Linked DNA regions of Mus musculus: region 1 is linked to region 2. Evidence: chromatin contacts called from public HiChIP or PLAC-seq data. All regions are on one chromosome and are shown on one strand. Each heading gives the region's core, a stretch centred on a gene start, on an enhancer-like site or on the middle of the called end of the contact. The rest is flanking DNA. Distances are from core to core; before and after follow the strand shown.

What was found. HiChIP or PLAC-seq counts read pairs in DNA pulled down with a chosen protein or histone mark.
Region 1: an H3K27ac HiChIP or PLAC-seq map of extraembryonic endoderm stem cells shows a contact between it and region 2, with 5 times the contacts expected there. The contact joins the promoter of Mc1r here to the promoter of Aprt in region 2. A contact is called at or near these places in 4 of 39 promoter capture datasets (the C10 cell line, hippocampal neurons, liver and 1 more), 1 of 484 Hi-C or Micro-C datasets (embryonic stem cells) and 3 of 115 datasets of contacts at active chromatin or transcription factors (embryonic stem cells, extraembryonic endoderm stem cells and large pre-B cells).

Annotation. Positions count from the first base shown.
Region 1 is chr8:123,405,422-123,412,614 of GRCm38.p6, reverse strand. It overlaps Mc1r (melanocortin 1 receptor), which reads right to left and starts at 5,533. Exons shown (of 1, transcript NM_008559.2): 1 at 1,871-5,533. The coding sequence starts at 5,105. The coding sequence ends at 4,158. Tubb3 (tubulin, beta 3 class III) reads right to left here and starts at 1,062. Exons shown (of 4, transcript NM_023279.3): 1 at 953-1,062. The coding sequence starts at 1,009.
Region 2 is chr8:122,572,721-122,579,546 of GRCm38.p6, reverse strand. Aprt (adenine phosphoribosyl transferase) reads left to right here and starts at 2,640. Exons shown (of 5, transcript NM_009698.2): 1 at 2,640-2,794; 2 at 2,926-3,032; 3 at 4,012-4,145; 4 at 4,332-4,410; 5 at 4,520-4,910. The coding sequence starts at 2,715. The coding sequence ends at 4,662. It overlaps Cdt1 (chromatin licensing and DNA replication factor 1), which reads right to left. Exons shown (of 10, transcript NM_026014.3): 10 at 6,417-6,826. Galns (galactosamine (N-acetyl)-6-sulfate sulfatase) reads left to right here. Exons shown (of 14, transcript NM_016722.4): 14 at 350-1,310. The coding sequence ends at 436.

The DNA.
Region 1 (7,193 bases), core at 4,284-6,783, 830 kb before region 2:
CTCCCGTTTCATGTTGTTCAGAAGGGAGAAGATTGAGGTAGCTGACCCCACCCACTCAAATGCAACCCAAGTGGAGGTTGGGCTTCTGCAGGAATCAAGTAGTTCTGTCTGCCACTTGCTGTGTGACCTTGGGTAAGGAACAGTCTCCTAAGGACTTGGAAACAGGACAGCTACCTCACTAATGATAGTAGGATTGCGGAGTCACTGCACCAACCCCGCGCCCCCCCCCCGTTTTTTTCTTTTTCTTTTTCTTTTTCTTTTGCCTTGGCTTCAACACCTGGATGCGGGCTAACAATAGAGGGGAAATTGAGGCAATCCTTGCAGTCGGCTTTGTTCTGTGCTCAATCCCGACTGGGAGGCCTTGGGAGCGCACAGTTAGAGATGGGAGATTTTCAGAGTCCAGTTCTGGATCAAGGTCATTGGAGTGCAGGCCGAACTCCTCCAACAAAGGAACAGGGTGGGGCAAGGAAACTGGGTGAGCTGAACAAGGTTGGGGATATGAGGGCGGCCTTGCTCCCTGAAGACTGTCTAGTTCTCCAGTGGGGATCCAGGCATGTACAGTCATTATGGTTTTAGGGGAGAGCCCCACCCAAAGTTGCCCGACACACCCATCTTACTCAAGGCTTAAGTGGCAACCTCAAAGAAGGCCACGCCCAGTCGGCGCCCCCCAACCACATCCCCTGTACCTGATGGTGTGTGTGGGTGCGCAGAATGGATGGGAATGCGAGTCAGAAGGGTTACCCCCAGCCTTCTCCTGCAACCTGGGCGCAGTGCAGAGTGGCGTGATTGAGGGGAACCGATTGGGGACCCCGGGGTCCCAGGAGCGGGGCAAGGGGCTGGGCTCTTCCCTTTGTTCCGCTAGCGGCTCCCAGAGTCGCCTTTCTCTCCCTCCACCCACCGCCCTGGGGCTGGCGCTTGTGGGGACGCAGGACGCCGGACGGCTCAGCCTCACCTTGGCCCCTATCTGGTTGCCGCACTGGCCGGCCTGGATGTGCACGATCTCCCTCATGCTGACTTCACGCGGCTAGAGACGAAAAGGCAGGCGGACAGCAGGCTGCGGAGGATCGGCAGCCTCCGCCGCGCCCTCTTATAAGAGGCTGCCCCGCCCTCGCTGGCTGATGTAAGCGCTGCGGGCCAATGCTGGAGCGCCGCACAATGCGGCAGGCTCTGCAGCATCAGCACCGGCACCGAGATCCGCCCGCACAATGCGGAGCAAGTCTGGCCGCGCCTTCGGAGGAGGGGCCACCGGTGGGCAATCCGCTCTGGGGACAATAGAACCCAGGCCCCTTAGTGCCCCACCCCAGTAGCTGCCTCCCCATTTTGTCCCTGCCCCATCCCCACCCTGCAGCTTTGTGAAGAGGGTCTTTCTTTCTCTCAAGTGCTTAAGAATCAAGACCCATATTCTCTGAGTCCGCCGAGTCGCTTGAGGTGGGAGAGGCAGGGGAAGCGAAACCCTTCTTGAGACCTCTGTGCAGACCTGGGGACGCTAGTCAGGACGGTGGCGGATTATAGCTCCGAACTCTGAGGTCACTATTTTCTGGAGAAGAGAGGGCTACCAGTCCGCGGCTCCACAAAGGGCTGCGCCGAGGGTGCAAATGTACCTGGGGTGTGAGGATGCACACACAGTATCTGGCAAGTACCCCTGCTCCATGAAAATCTCTGTGAAAAATTCTAAGGATATACAACCCACTCAGTGGAGCATGTCGAACAGTCTTTTTTTGTCTGAGCCATGCCTGATGTCATTGGTACCCTTGTGCTTCTGGTACAAGTGAGGGTGAAGAGGGGGCACGAGGTGAGCTGGAGCTACCTAGGTAAGGAGACTGTGTGTGGAGGGGGCCCATTGGGAAGCAGAATCAGGAGGGCATGCAAATTCACAGACAACACTGATTTAATATTCATCTAGGACCAGTGACACCTTATGAGGACTATTTGATATTTCAGTGACAGAAAATTCTTCGGGAAGAATCTGAGACAATAGTACCACACTTCAATGGTCCACAAACATTCATTTCACAAGAGCCGCTAAAAAGCTTAAAAACACCTGCAGATGCCTTCGTCCAGTTTGCACGCACGGGTGCACGCTGGATAGAGCGGCTGCGCATACAACTTTCTCTGAGGGTAAGCATCCAAGTTAGCCGAGTTTAGAAATGGGTCTTTTGTTCTCAAGAGATGCCCCTCCCCCACAATGTGTCCATGATGTGGCTTTCTGTGGTTCCAGCTGGCCTGGCTCAAGAAGTATTGGGTGAGCATCTGTCTCTGTCTCCTTGTCTGGACAGAGAAGATGCTTAGAAGCATCCAGAGGCCTGGGATGCTTCTCTGACAGATGACATCAGGCCAGAGCTCTCTGTGTCCCCAGGGAGCTATGGTGTCAGGCTAAAGGCTGACTCATGGTCCTGTCTTCCAGCAAAGGCTGGCCCTGCCGGGAACCAGCTTCCAATCTCAGTCCAGCAGGGCTGGAGCTGATAGTGTGGCTAGGTCCTGGCCTGGTGCCATTTCCTGACTTGATGGTTGAGGGCATCTCACTCCAGACTGAGAGGCCACCCCAAGGAGGAGGACAAAGAAGTGTTCAGTACCAGTGGGGACTCAAGATAGACTCTGCTGCAGGAATCCCAGGTTGTAGCAGCAGAAAGGCTCAGGGATGTGCAAGCTTCTTAGTTCACCCCAGGTGCTACTCTCCTGGGACTCAGATACGCCTGAAAGGTCTTGTCTAATTCCCAAATCTGACAGAGCACTGAGACCACCCCACCTCCTCCCAGAAGGGCAGTGTCCCATAGAAACAGACCTCAGCCCCTGGTCCTGGTCCACCCTACGTGTGCCTCAGGGACTCTCCACCCCTGGGCTTCTCAGGAGAGCTCAAAGTAGGTTGAAAGTCCTACACATGGGGGGTGGGGTGGGGGCAGGAAAGGGACAGGCTCTGGCCAAGGTTACGGATGTGTCATATCAGGGGCTGAGATGCTACGGTCCTGCTACAGTGTATGGATGAACCAGAAGGAGCCTGAACAAAGGGATTCTTGTCACCATAGAGGCACGAGGAAACTTTTTCTGCCGCTGCTTGCTCTGATCTGAAGTTTGTAGTCATAGAGGAAGCCAAGACGGGACCGTGGTTTCCTAAATCAGGCAGGCAGCTAGCTGTGGCTTCTGAGACTCCCATCTCCCTAATGTGACCACTCTCCCTGTCCTCTCACCCAAACTTCACTCAGCTTCTGGAGAGAGCTAGGGAAGATGGCAAGGAGGCTCCCTCCCTCTGACCTTAGCATTTCAACTGCTTCCTGGCTCAGAGCCACACAGGCTGTGGTCAGTGATAAGCCAACAGCCTCCCCTGCAGCTGGTGGAGGAGGCACTTGACAGAGTAGCCTGCTGGTGTGAGCAGTTGGGTGCCCACCTCTTGGGATTCCCAGGAGCCATTTTTAGGTCAGTCCCACACCGCTTGTGCAAATGGGTAGGCCCCTCCTGCAAGATGCACATTCTACAATTCTGCTCCATGTGCTGAGGAAGGGTCTCACTTCCTTAAGCTGCCTACTGCATGGCTATGGCTGGGTTTTCATGGCCACAAATCCTCTTATCAGAAGCTTCCACCAAGAGTAGTTGCTCCCCCTTAGCTCTTGTTTGTCATTTTTTTTTTTTTTTTTTTTTTTTTTTTTTTTTTTTTGAGACAGGGTTTCTCTGTATAGCCCTGGCCGTCACTGGAACTCACTCTGAAGACCAGGCTGGCCTCGAACTCAGAAATCCACCTGCCTCTGCCTCCCAAGTGCTGGAATTAAAGGCATGCGCCACCACCGCCCGGCTTGTCTGTCATTCTTTTAACTTAGAGACTTCATGTCTGTCCCAGCAGGAGAGCCCAGGCTGAATGAGCTGAAGGGCTGAGCAGGAGTTGCCTTGTAGGTGGGGAGAGGTGAAGCTCTTCAGGAGCCTGTGGTCTGACCCTTGCTCAGGGCTAGAGTTCCCATCCCTGTCTCCTCCACTTCCCGTAGCTGCCCTGGGTGAGCCCTGCAGTCACAGTTACCCTTTCTCCTGGCCCCAGGCACTCTGGGTTTCTATTTTAAAGCTCATCCTGTCGACCCTTAGACAAATGGAGATCAGGAAGGGATGAGTACCTGTGGTCTCACAGGATGCAGGCCACTGGATATCACTGTCACCCTCTGCCCAGCGCCCTCTGATCACCAGGAGCACAGCAGCACCTCCTTGAGTGTCATGCGGAGCTCCTGGCTGCGGAAAGCATAGATGAGGGGGTCAACAGTGGAGCTGAGGACGATGAGGAGGAGGAAGAGGTTGAAGTTCTTGAAGATGCAGCTGCAGGTGGGGTGCTGAGGGCAGAGGACGATGAGCAAGAGATGCAGGAAGAAGGGGCCCCAGCACAGGAAGAAAATCCCCAGAAGGATAGTAAGGGTGGCAGCACCCTTGAGGCAGAAGCCTTGGCGGATGGACCGCCGCCTTTTGTGGAGCTGGGCAATGCCCTGAGCGTGCTGGCACGCTCTCGTGAACATGTGGGCATACAGAATCGCCATGAGTGCCAGCATGGCTAGAAAGAAAGTGACGAGGCAGAGCAGAACGGCTGTGTGCTTGTAGTAGGTGATAAAGAGGGTGCTGGAGACGATGCTGACCATCCAGATGCCCACGACAGCCCGTCGTGCTCTGGGCAGCGTCACGATGCTGTGATAACGCAGCGCATAGAAGATGGAGATGTAGCGGTCTATAGCAATGATGCCCAGGAAGCAGAGACTGGACACCATGGAGCCACAGATGAGCACGTCAATGAGGTTGTCCAGCTGCTGCACCAAAGCCACTCTGGCCACCAGGATGCCCGCCTCCAGCAGCAGGATGATAGTAGTCTCCAGCACGATGCTGACACTTACCATCAGGTCAGACAGGGCCAGGCAGCAGATGAAGTAATACATGGGCGAGTGCAGGTTGCGGTTTTTGGTGATGGCTATCACAACCAGCACATTCTCCACCAGACTCACCAGCCCTAGGCTGAGGAAGAGGCCATCTGGGATGGACACATACAGGCACCAAGGCTCTGACTGGTTGGTGGCCAGTCCAAGGTGAGAGGTGGCATTGGAGTTGAGAGAACCCAGAAGACTCTTCTGGGGCTCCTGAGTGGACATAGTCTTGTCAGGAAGTAGGAAGCGGTCTGTGGAGGCTGCAGCTCCAGGTGGTATCAGCCCCCAGCTTCTGATTCACTTCATGTTGTTGTCGGGGGTCTCTGACATCCCTCAGACCGGCCTCTTTCCATACAGGCACGCTCCGATTTTCCTTTACACTTGTGTTCTTTCTGGCTGGACAGGCCAGCCTCGGCATGGCATAGACACTTCCTGCTGAGGACCCTGAGCTCTGCTCATGGACTCTCACTGCCAGTGTGAAGTAGCTTAGCCTTCTGCTGTTCTCCCTGTCTCTTCCCAAGTGGCTCAGGTAGAGACATGCCTAAACTCAACACCTCCAGACTTCTTGGTTACTTGCCTCTGATATATGTCTGGTTCCTTTCCCTCGCCAAGCCAGGGTAGACGGGACTCTGGAGAAGAAGGGAGCTTTTCTCTTAATCTTTTAACTCATCCCTGGAGCCCCTCCTCCTGAGGGTGGCCACATGATGGGCATGTGCCAGGGATGTGTAGTGCCCCAGGCTGCCTCTAGGGGGCAGAGGCAGCACCGAGAAACCGGAAAACTAGCTTTGGACTCCAACACAGGGTCTTGCCTCTCCCTTTTGTGTTCAAAGCCCCTGTGACTTACCAATCTCTTTCAGGCATTCAACCTCACTAGAACCTGCCCTGAGTGGCCCTACCTAAAGCTCCAAGCCCACTTCAAAAATCACTTTCCTGGGTTGTCTGAAACCTCCTTTCTCTCTCTCTCAGGCTGCGCTGCCTCAGGCAGCCACTGGGTGTGAATGAGGCACCCCTACCTCCCACCTTCATTCCCACTCTCCATTAGAAGTGTGCCAATGGCAGTGGCATTTCCACCTGAAGCTGAAGATGTGTTCATATAGCAGCAACTCAGCTACTGACTTCAAGGTAGCTTTAGGGGCTGGTCCAAGAACTTTGAGAATCAACAAGTAGAGGCAGGGCCAAGGCAGGAAAGAGCCCTATGCCAAGGGGCTCAGATGAGCTCTGGCAGAGCTGATGCTTAAGTCCCTCATGGGCCCAAGCTTGCTGAAGCCTCCCTTAACTACAGTTCTGGGTGTGGTAGGAAGCTGACTGACTAGAGGGGGCCCCGAGGCTATTGGCCAGCAAGCTTTGGTCAGTCACATCCCATCTTCTTAGTCTCACCCCCCACCCCTTCCCTTGAGGAGTCTCATTTCCGCTGTGGAGCACATGCTAGCCCTGGAGCCAGGAACCACATCAGGGCAGATCTGTCTCCAGCCTCTGTGGGCCAGCAGCTGGGCATGTGACTATTCATAGTGGTCAGGATAGCACGCAGTGGTGGTAGCAACCCACCCTTGGTTGCTGCTGGACTCTCTCCATGGTATCCAATGCTGTCTCAGTAGCACTGGATGGCCCCTTCTGCATACAGGTGAGGAGAGTAACTTAAGAAAGGCAGCAGAAGCTGGGCTGTGGTGGTGGCACACGCCTTTAATCCCAGCACTCGGGAGGCAGAGGCAGGCGGATTTCTAAGTTCGAGGCCAGCCTGGTCTACAGAGTGAGTTCCAGGACAGCCAGGGCTACATAGAGAAACCCTGTTTTGGAAAAAGAAAAAAAAAGAAAAGAAAGGCAGCAGGGGAGTGAGGCAGGGCTTCGCTGGAGGGCACTTTCAGTGTCTGTAACAGTCCCCTTAAGAGTCATTTCTGTTGTCTTGAGACAGGGTCTCACTATGTAACCTGAAATAGACCTGCCTCCCTCTGCTGCCAGAGTGCTGGCATCAAATGTGTGCTCGACCACGTTCAACTAGGAGTCAGTTCCTTCTTTGCCAACTCTGGCAACGTCTGCTCACAAGGTGGTTCCCAAGCCACAGAGCAACACTTAAAGCATACATTAACAGACGTTGGTCTTTACTCCTGCAATAAATGACAAATAGAAGTGACACCCTCTAAGTCAAACGTGGTCAGGTCTATTTTCCCGGATCGCTTGATAAGATACAACTTACAGCAGAGTTGTGTTGGGCCTCCCTGGGCCTCAGGACTATCCACTGTCTGTCTCAGAACCTCATAGAGAAAAGAATCCTCAGGCTTATACTTTGTTCACACTAAGGCACCTTGTTAGTTAGGT
Region 2 (6,826 bases), core at 1,391-3,890:
AGACTCTCCATTCTGTGGGAGCCTCTTTTTCCTGGCTTCCCCCACTTGGAAGCTGCCTGAGTTCAGGCTGTTAGGCGCAGCTCTGCCCTGGGGCTCCCTTTCCTTGCTACTGGCTTGCCAGTTGCAGCCCCACCCCACCCCTAACCCCCCTTTCTGCAGAGCCAGAGCTGCTTTTTAAAGCAGGACCCGGGGCTCCACATTCCTAGGATTCTGGAAGGCATGGAGATAGGGATATCCCCGCCTTGCAGCCAGGTGGGTGGGTGAGGCGGGAGGGCCACGTCTCGTTAACTGTGCCCAGTCTGAAACGCCTGAATAACTGCAGTTCATTTTCTTAAATGTCCTTTTCCAGAATTGGGCACCCCCAGGCTGTGAAAAACTAGGGAAGTGTCTGACACCTCCTGAGTCTGTCCCTGAGAAGTGTTTCTGGGCCCATTAGCCAAGACCAGAATCTCCAGCCAGCCCTGCAAGTGCCTGGGAGACCTTGTCCTTCGGACTGATGAATGGAAGAGACCAGCTGCCCTCTGCCCACCCATCCCTGCATGGACGGCCCCTGCAACCAGGTGCAAGGCTCCAAGACTGCTCATCCTGGAGCCCTGACCCTGTAGTCCGCTCTCGAGCACCACAGCCCATCTTGCCAACTGGCTCCTGAAAAGGAAGCCGGGGCCTTGATCACCGTAGGTACGTCAACCCAGGGTCTGAAGCACTGTCACTGTCCCTGCATACATTTCAACCTAGGTGCCGTACACAAAAGTGAAGATTTCAGCGAAATGCCAAGGAAGTGCCATCTATCTGGCTTCTCCCCCAGGCCAACCCTCTGAGCCACCCTACCTCTTTCGCACTGGCTACAAACAAAAGACAAAGACAGCACCTTTTCCAGTCAAGGTGGCATCTGCACTGCCCCATGGAGATGGGAAGATGACAGCCTAAGTTTCTGGCCCTGGCTCAGGGCAGTATGGGGCCACTTCTGTAACCTGCCACCTCTCATATGCTCCACATAATCTCCAAGACCCTTTCTCTGAAGGCTCATGGACAAGTTTTCACATCTGTGCAGTAACTGCAGAGCCAAGGTTGAGCTGTAACGGTTGGGAAATGATGGTGAAGAGACTGAGAGGAAGAATAAAGGAACAGGAGGGGGTTAGCTCTGGTAGCCCCAAGTCTATTTTTGGGTTGGTTTGAGACAGGGTTTCTCAGTGAGGTGCTGGCTCTCCTAGAACTCACTCTGTAGGACAGGCTGGCCTTGAACTCAGAGATCTGCCTGCCTCTCTTGGGAGTGCTGGGATTAAAGGCGTGCGCCATCATGAGACCACCTATCCTGGTCTTTTGTTTGTTTGTTTGTTTTTATTTTTTTCAAGGCAGGGTTTCTCTGTGTAGTCCTGGCTGTCCTGGAACTTACTTTGTAGACCAGGCTGGCCTTGAACTCAGAGATCCACCTGCCTCTGCCTCCCAAGTGCTGGGATTAAAGGCGTGCGCCACCACCGCCCGGCATATCCTGGTCTTTAAAATCGAGATTATGATGGGAGACTGTGTGTTAGATCTCCACGTACCTGTTGCATGAGCTTTCCCTGGGGATTCAGAAACAGATGCCCCAGATACGATTCCAGTGAGAGCCTAAAGTAACCATCGTGTCCAATGAGTTCACTGCCTACAAGAACATGAATGACCCCCAGAGCAGCTGCATCAACCAAACGGAAAAGTCTCGGCCCAGCATAGATGACAAGTTCCTAATAGATTCATAACGGAGCTTCCCTTTAGTTAACCTTCCTCCATGTGAGTGTGTGTGTGTGTGTGTGTGTGTGTGTGTGTGTATTCTAGTGCCTCCAGAGACCACATCAAATGGAAGAATGCAGCTCACGGGCTCACAGGAAGGTCCAAGAAGGAATGTTTAGAATCCATTGGACCCTCCCCACACCCTCTCCTTTGATGGAGCATGGGCCAATTTGGAGGATATCTTTTGAGTAATTGCAACTGCACTGAAGATGATAATGGCCATTATACTCAGAGGACAGTCTTCCACACCACTACCTATAGACCCAGGTACTGTGCTGGGAAGGTAGAACCCCAGTTCTGTCTCTGGCTATCAGGACCTTCTGGTCCCCACCCCAAAACGAGGAGGGCACATTCTGTTGCAATGCACAGGAGTGTCTGTGGTCTCAGAGAAGGCATTCCTTACCCGCCCTGCTACCCTGCTTTCCCCTGCGCTCTAGCCCACACACAGTGCACTCCCACCTCTGGACCTAAGACTATCCATCAGCTCCCTTCCGGGCTAATTCCAGGAAAGCAGGGGCTGAATCTCAGGCCCCTTGTACTATGCGCGAGGGAAGGAACGCAAGGCCAAACCACTCCAGCGGACCTGGGCAAGACCCGTCCCTGCTCCCCCAGGTCCAGAAGACTAGCCCCTGGAAAAGCAGGACTGAAAAAGCGTGTGTGGGGCAAAACCAAAAAAGGATGGACATCGCACATCCCCTTTCCACCCATATATCTTTGAGGTAGGGATGCTTGTGTTTAGGCAGCTCAAGAAATCTAACCCCTGACTCAGGCCCCACACACACCTCGCAGAGGCCCCGCCTCTCAGCCTGTCCCGCCCCTCGTGCTAGACCAACCCGCACCCAGAAGCCCCGCCCATCGAGGACGCTCCGCCCTTGTTCCCCCCGGGATTGACGTGAGTTTAGCGTGCTGATACCTACCTCCTCCCTGCCTCCTACACGCACGCGGCCATGTCGGAACCTGAGTTGAAACTGGTGGCGCGGCGCATCCGCAGCTTCCCCGACTTCCCAATCCCGGGCGTGCTGTTCAGGTGCGGTCACGAGCCGGCGAGGCGTTGGCGCTGTACGCTCATCCCCCGGCGCAGGCGCGTAGGCAGCCTCGGGGATCTTGCGGGGCCTCTGCCCGGCCACACGCGGGTCACTCTCCTGTCCTTGTTCCCAGGGATATCTCGCCCCTCTTGAAAGACCCGGACTCCTTCCGAGCTTCCATCCGCCTCTTGGCCAGTCACCTGAAGTCCACGCACAGCGGCAAGATCGACTACATCGCAGGCGAGTGGCCTTGCTAGGCCGTGCTCGTCCCCCACGGTCCTAGCCCCTATCCCCTTTCCCCCTCGTGTCACCCACAGTCTGCCCCACACCCATCCATTCTTTCTTCAACCTCTGACACTTCCTCCTTGGTTCCTCACTGCCTTGGACGCTTGTTCACCCTGGATGAACTATGTAGGAGTCTCCCTTCCCTGCTAGGTACCCTAAGGCATCTGCCCTCGGTGCTTGTTCCTAGAGACGAACTCTGCTCTGTCCTTGTGTCCAGAACCAGGCCTCCCTCTTTTAGGGCACAAAGCTGGCCAGCATCCTGACAGCAGGCTGGGAGACCCTGGAACCTCCAGATGACGGACATCCTTGCTTAGGGGTAGCCTCTGGGATGAACTAGATACTAAAAATTAGGTAACCTTGGTTGGGCGTGGCGTGCCTGGGCAGACCTCAAGCCTGGTAGCTTCAGGGGCTGTTTCTCCCCAGGACTACACCGGGGCATCTTTCTCTTGTTCCCTCACACAAGCTTGTGTTAAACAACTGCTGTCTACCTGGCTCCATGCCTGAGCTTCAGAAACACCCTAGGACAGCTGAATGTCCACCAGGAGTGTCCAGAGGGAGGGTGGGCACCCCAGAGAACAGAGTGGCCCTGGTAAGTGCTCAGGGACCACAGACTTTTGCCCACTTCACTTCCTATTGGTACCCCTGGCCATGCTCCAGAAATTAGGGCATGTATGTATCCTTCCCACGACAGCTAGATGCTGCATTTGAAAGGTGGCAAGAGCCACCATAGGTGGCCCTGAGCTGTTCAGAAGGCAGGTAGGATCCCCAAGGCTGAGATGATGAGTTGATGGCTACCCAGTAGCCATCAACGTTCTTCTAGCCGTAGTCAGCAAGACCTAGTGTTCCTAGCAAGTGTTGACCTCGCCCATACTTGGCCTCTAGATTCCCATGCCCCTCAGCTCCATCCCACAACCTTCCCTCCTTACCCTAACAGGTCTAGACTCCAGGGGCTTCCTGTTTGGCCCTTCCCTAGCTCAGGAGCTGGGCGTGGGCTGTGTGCTCATCCGGAAACAGGGGAAGCTGCCGGGCCCCACTGTGTCAGCCTCCTATTCTCTGGAGTATGGGAAGGTAAGCGAGCTGTGTGTAGAGGAAGGGCAGGGTCTTATCACGGCTACCAGTGTCTAGGAGTAAATGTGGGTGCTCAGAGAGGTTGAGACATTGGGTCAGGTTTACACCACCCAGAAACGCTCGAGGCTAGGGAGGTGGCCACTTGTTCGCGCCTAGACTCTGTCTTACACTACTTCCTGTCTGCAGGCTGAGCTGGAAATCCAGAAAGATGCCTTGGAACCCGGGCAGAGAGTGGTCATTGTGGATGACCTCCTGGCCACAGGAGGTAAAGAACCAACCCAAGACAAACAGACTTCAAAGGGCCAGACCCTGTCCTGGGTGCTGACTAAGCAAAGAGCTTGAACACCTCCTCTTTCTCTGTCCCTTCCCCCCAGGAACCATGTTTGCGGCCTGTGACCTGCTGCACCAGCTCCGGGCTGAAGTGGTGGAGTGTGTGAGCCTGGTGGAGCTGACCTCGCTGAAGGGCAGGGAGAGGCTAGGACCTATACCATTCTTCTCTCTCCTCCAGTATGACTGAGGAGCTGGCTAGATGGTCACACCCCTGCTCCCAGCAGCACCAGGAACTGCTTGGTGGCTCAGCCCAGGCGCCTAAGTGACCTTTGTGAGCTACCGGCCGCCCTTTTGTGAGTGTTATCACTCATTCCTTTGGTCAGCTGATCCGCCGTGCCTGTGGACCCCTGGATCCTTGTACTTTGTACACGTGCCACACACCCTGGAGCATAGCAGAGCTGTGCTACTGGAGATCAATAAACCGTTTTGATATGCATGCTGCTTCTCCTCAGTTTGTTGCATGGGTCACATTCCAGGGCCTCCAGAGTGACACTACAGGGACAAGGGGGCTCAGGTGGGAACCCATAGGCTCAGCTTTGTATTGAAGCCACAACCCCTACTAGGGAAGCAGATGTTATCTCTGTCAGTCTCTGAGGCAGCTGACTACATAAACAGGTTTATTGCTTCACTGTTCTAGGCTGTTATTCCATTAGGATGGACGAGGATGAAAGCAGTGACCCACAGCCACTATATTTTTTTCTGTTGTTTGTCGAGATGGGGTTTCTTAATATAACCAGCCCTGGCTATTCTGGACTTGATTTGTAGCCCAGGCTGGCCTCAAACTTAAGAGGTCCACTGCCTCTGCTTCTTGAGTGCTGGGATCAAAAGTACGCACCGCAACACCCAGTTCACAGTCACTATCTCAAAAAAGCTATTTTGTTGCAGGGCATGGTGTATAGACCTTTAATCCTAGTGCCTTGAAGGTAGGCAGGCTGCTTAAAATTCAAGGCCAACCTGGCCTATATAGTTCCAAGGAGAGCCAGAGCTTTTAGAAAAAATAAAAATTTAAAAAATATATATCAAGCCAGGCATGGTGGCACACACCTTTGATCCCAGCACTTGGGAGGCAGAGGCAGGCGGATTTCTGATCTACAGAATGAGTTCCAGGACAACCAGTTCTACAGAGAAACCCTGTCTCAAAAAAAAAAAAAAATCACATTCTGGGGCCGTGGGTGTTGGGGAAAGAGGGGGATGGGAGAGAGCCTGCGTCCCACCAGAGTTCTGGTGCTCCAGGAGGGTGGATACTTTTCACACTGCCCCGTGTGAGCATCTGGCTGTGTTAAGCCAGTCTCCGGCACCCCACACTGGATATGGTGGAGGAGCTGAGAACATAATAGGGGACCCGGGCAGAAGGGAAGAGAGGGCGGGGAAGGGAGGGGTGCTGGGTGGAGTCCTTAGTCTGGTCCATGGCTGCAGCGTAGGAAGGCCTTCTGGCAGGTTAAAAGTGGCTCATTAGGAGAAAGCCTATCCGATCATCATTCAAACACGGTGGGCCTTCATGATCAGAGACAGTCTATGGTTTTAGAGCTTTATTGTAGAAAGGCAAGGAGAAAGAGAAGGTAGAAGGACAGGCCATGGCCACGTGGAGAGAGGGGGGAAGGGAAAGAGAAAAAAAAGCCAGAGAGCTTAAGAGAGCGAGGAGGGGCCAAACAGCCCCTTATAGTGGGCTTTGCCATCTTGCTGTTGCTAGGTAACTGTGGGAAGGAGTCTAGCCAGAATGCCAGAAGCTTGTGACATTGGCTACATGACTAAAAGCCACATGCCTCTCCTGTGGGGGCTGTAACTTCGACAGGAGCCAGGGGTCCAGGAGACATGATGGAACGCCTTCTGTCCATGTCCATGTGAAAATTACCACCCACCAGGACCAGGATGTCTGTCCATAGCCCATTGCCCCACATCACACAACAGCATTTAAAGAGATTTTACGGTGACAGGTTCAGCTTCATCTCAGTAGTATTTTATTTAAATCTTACATGACTTTATTAAAAGCCAAAACTAGCAGTCACATGCAGGGCCATATAAGGTTTGAAAAGAAACCACACTTCACATATTTACAGAAGGCCCAATTTCACTCTCAGAGCAGCGTCCCGTGAAATCAGGAAAGTCCAAGGTCTGTGTGATTCTTAAGTCTCATGGGGAAGCAAGGCTATGCCAGCCTAGGCTTCCACCTGGACCTTGATCTTGGGTCTTGACCATACCTAATGCTTGAGTAGTTTGTGCAATGGCCATCCAACATACCCTACTCTTCAGAGTCTACTTCCCCTAGAGCTGAGTCTGGGATGCCCCAAAGCCTCAGGAAGCAACTTAATGCCAGCACTTTATGAGATCCATGGGCAACGATAGCTGCCCAC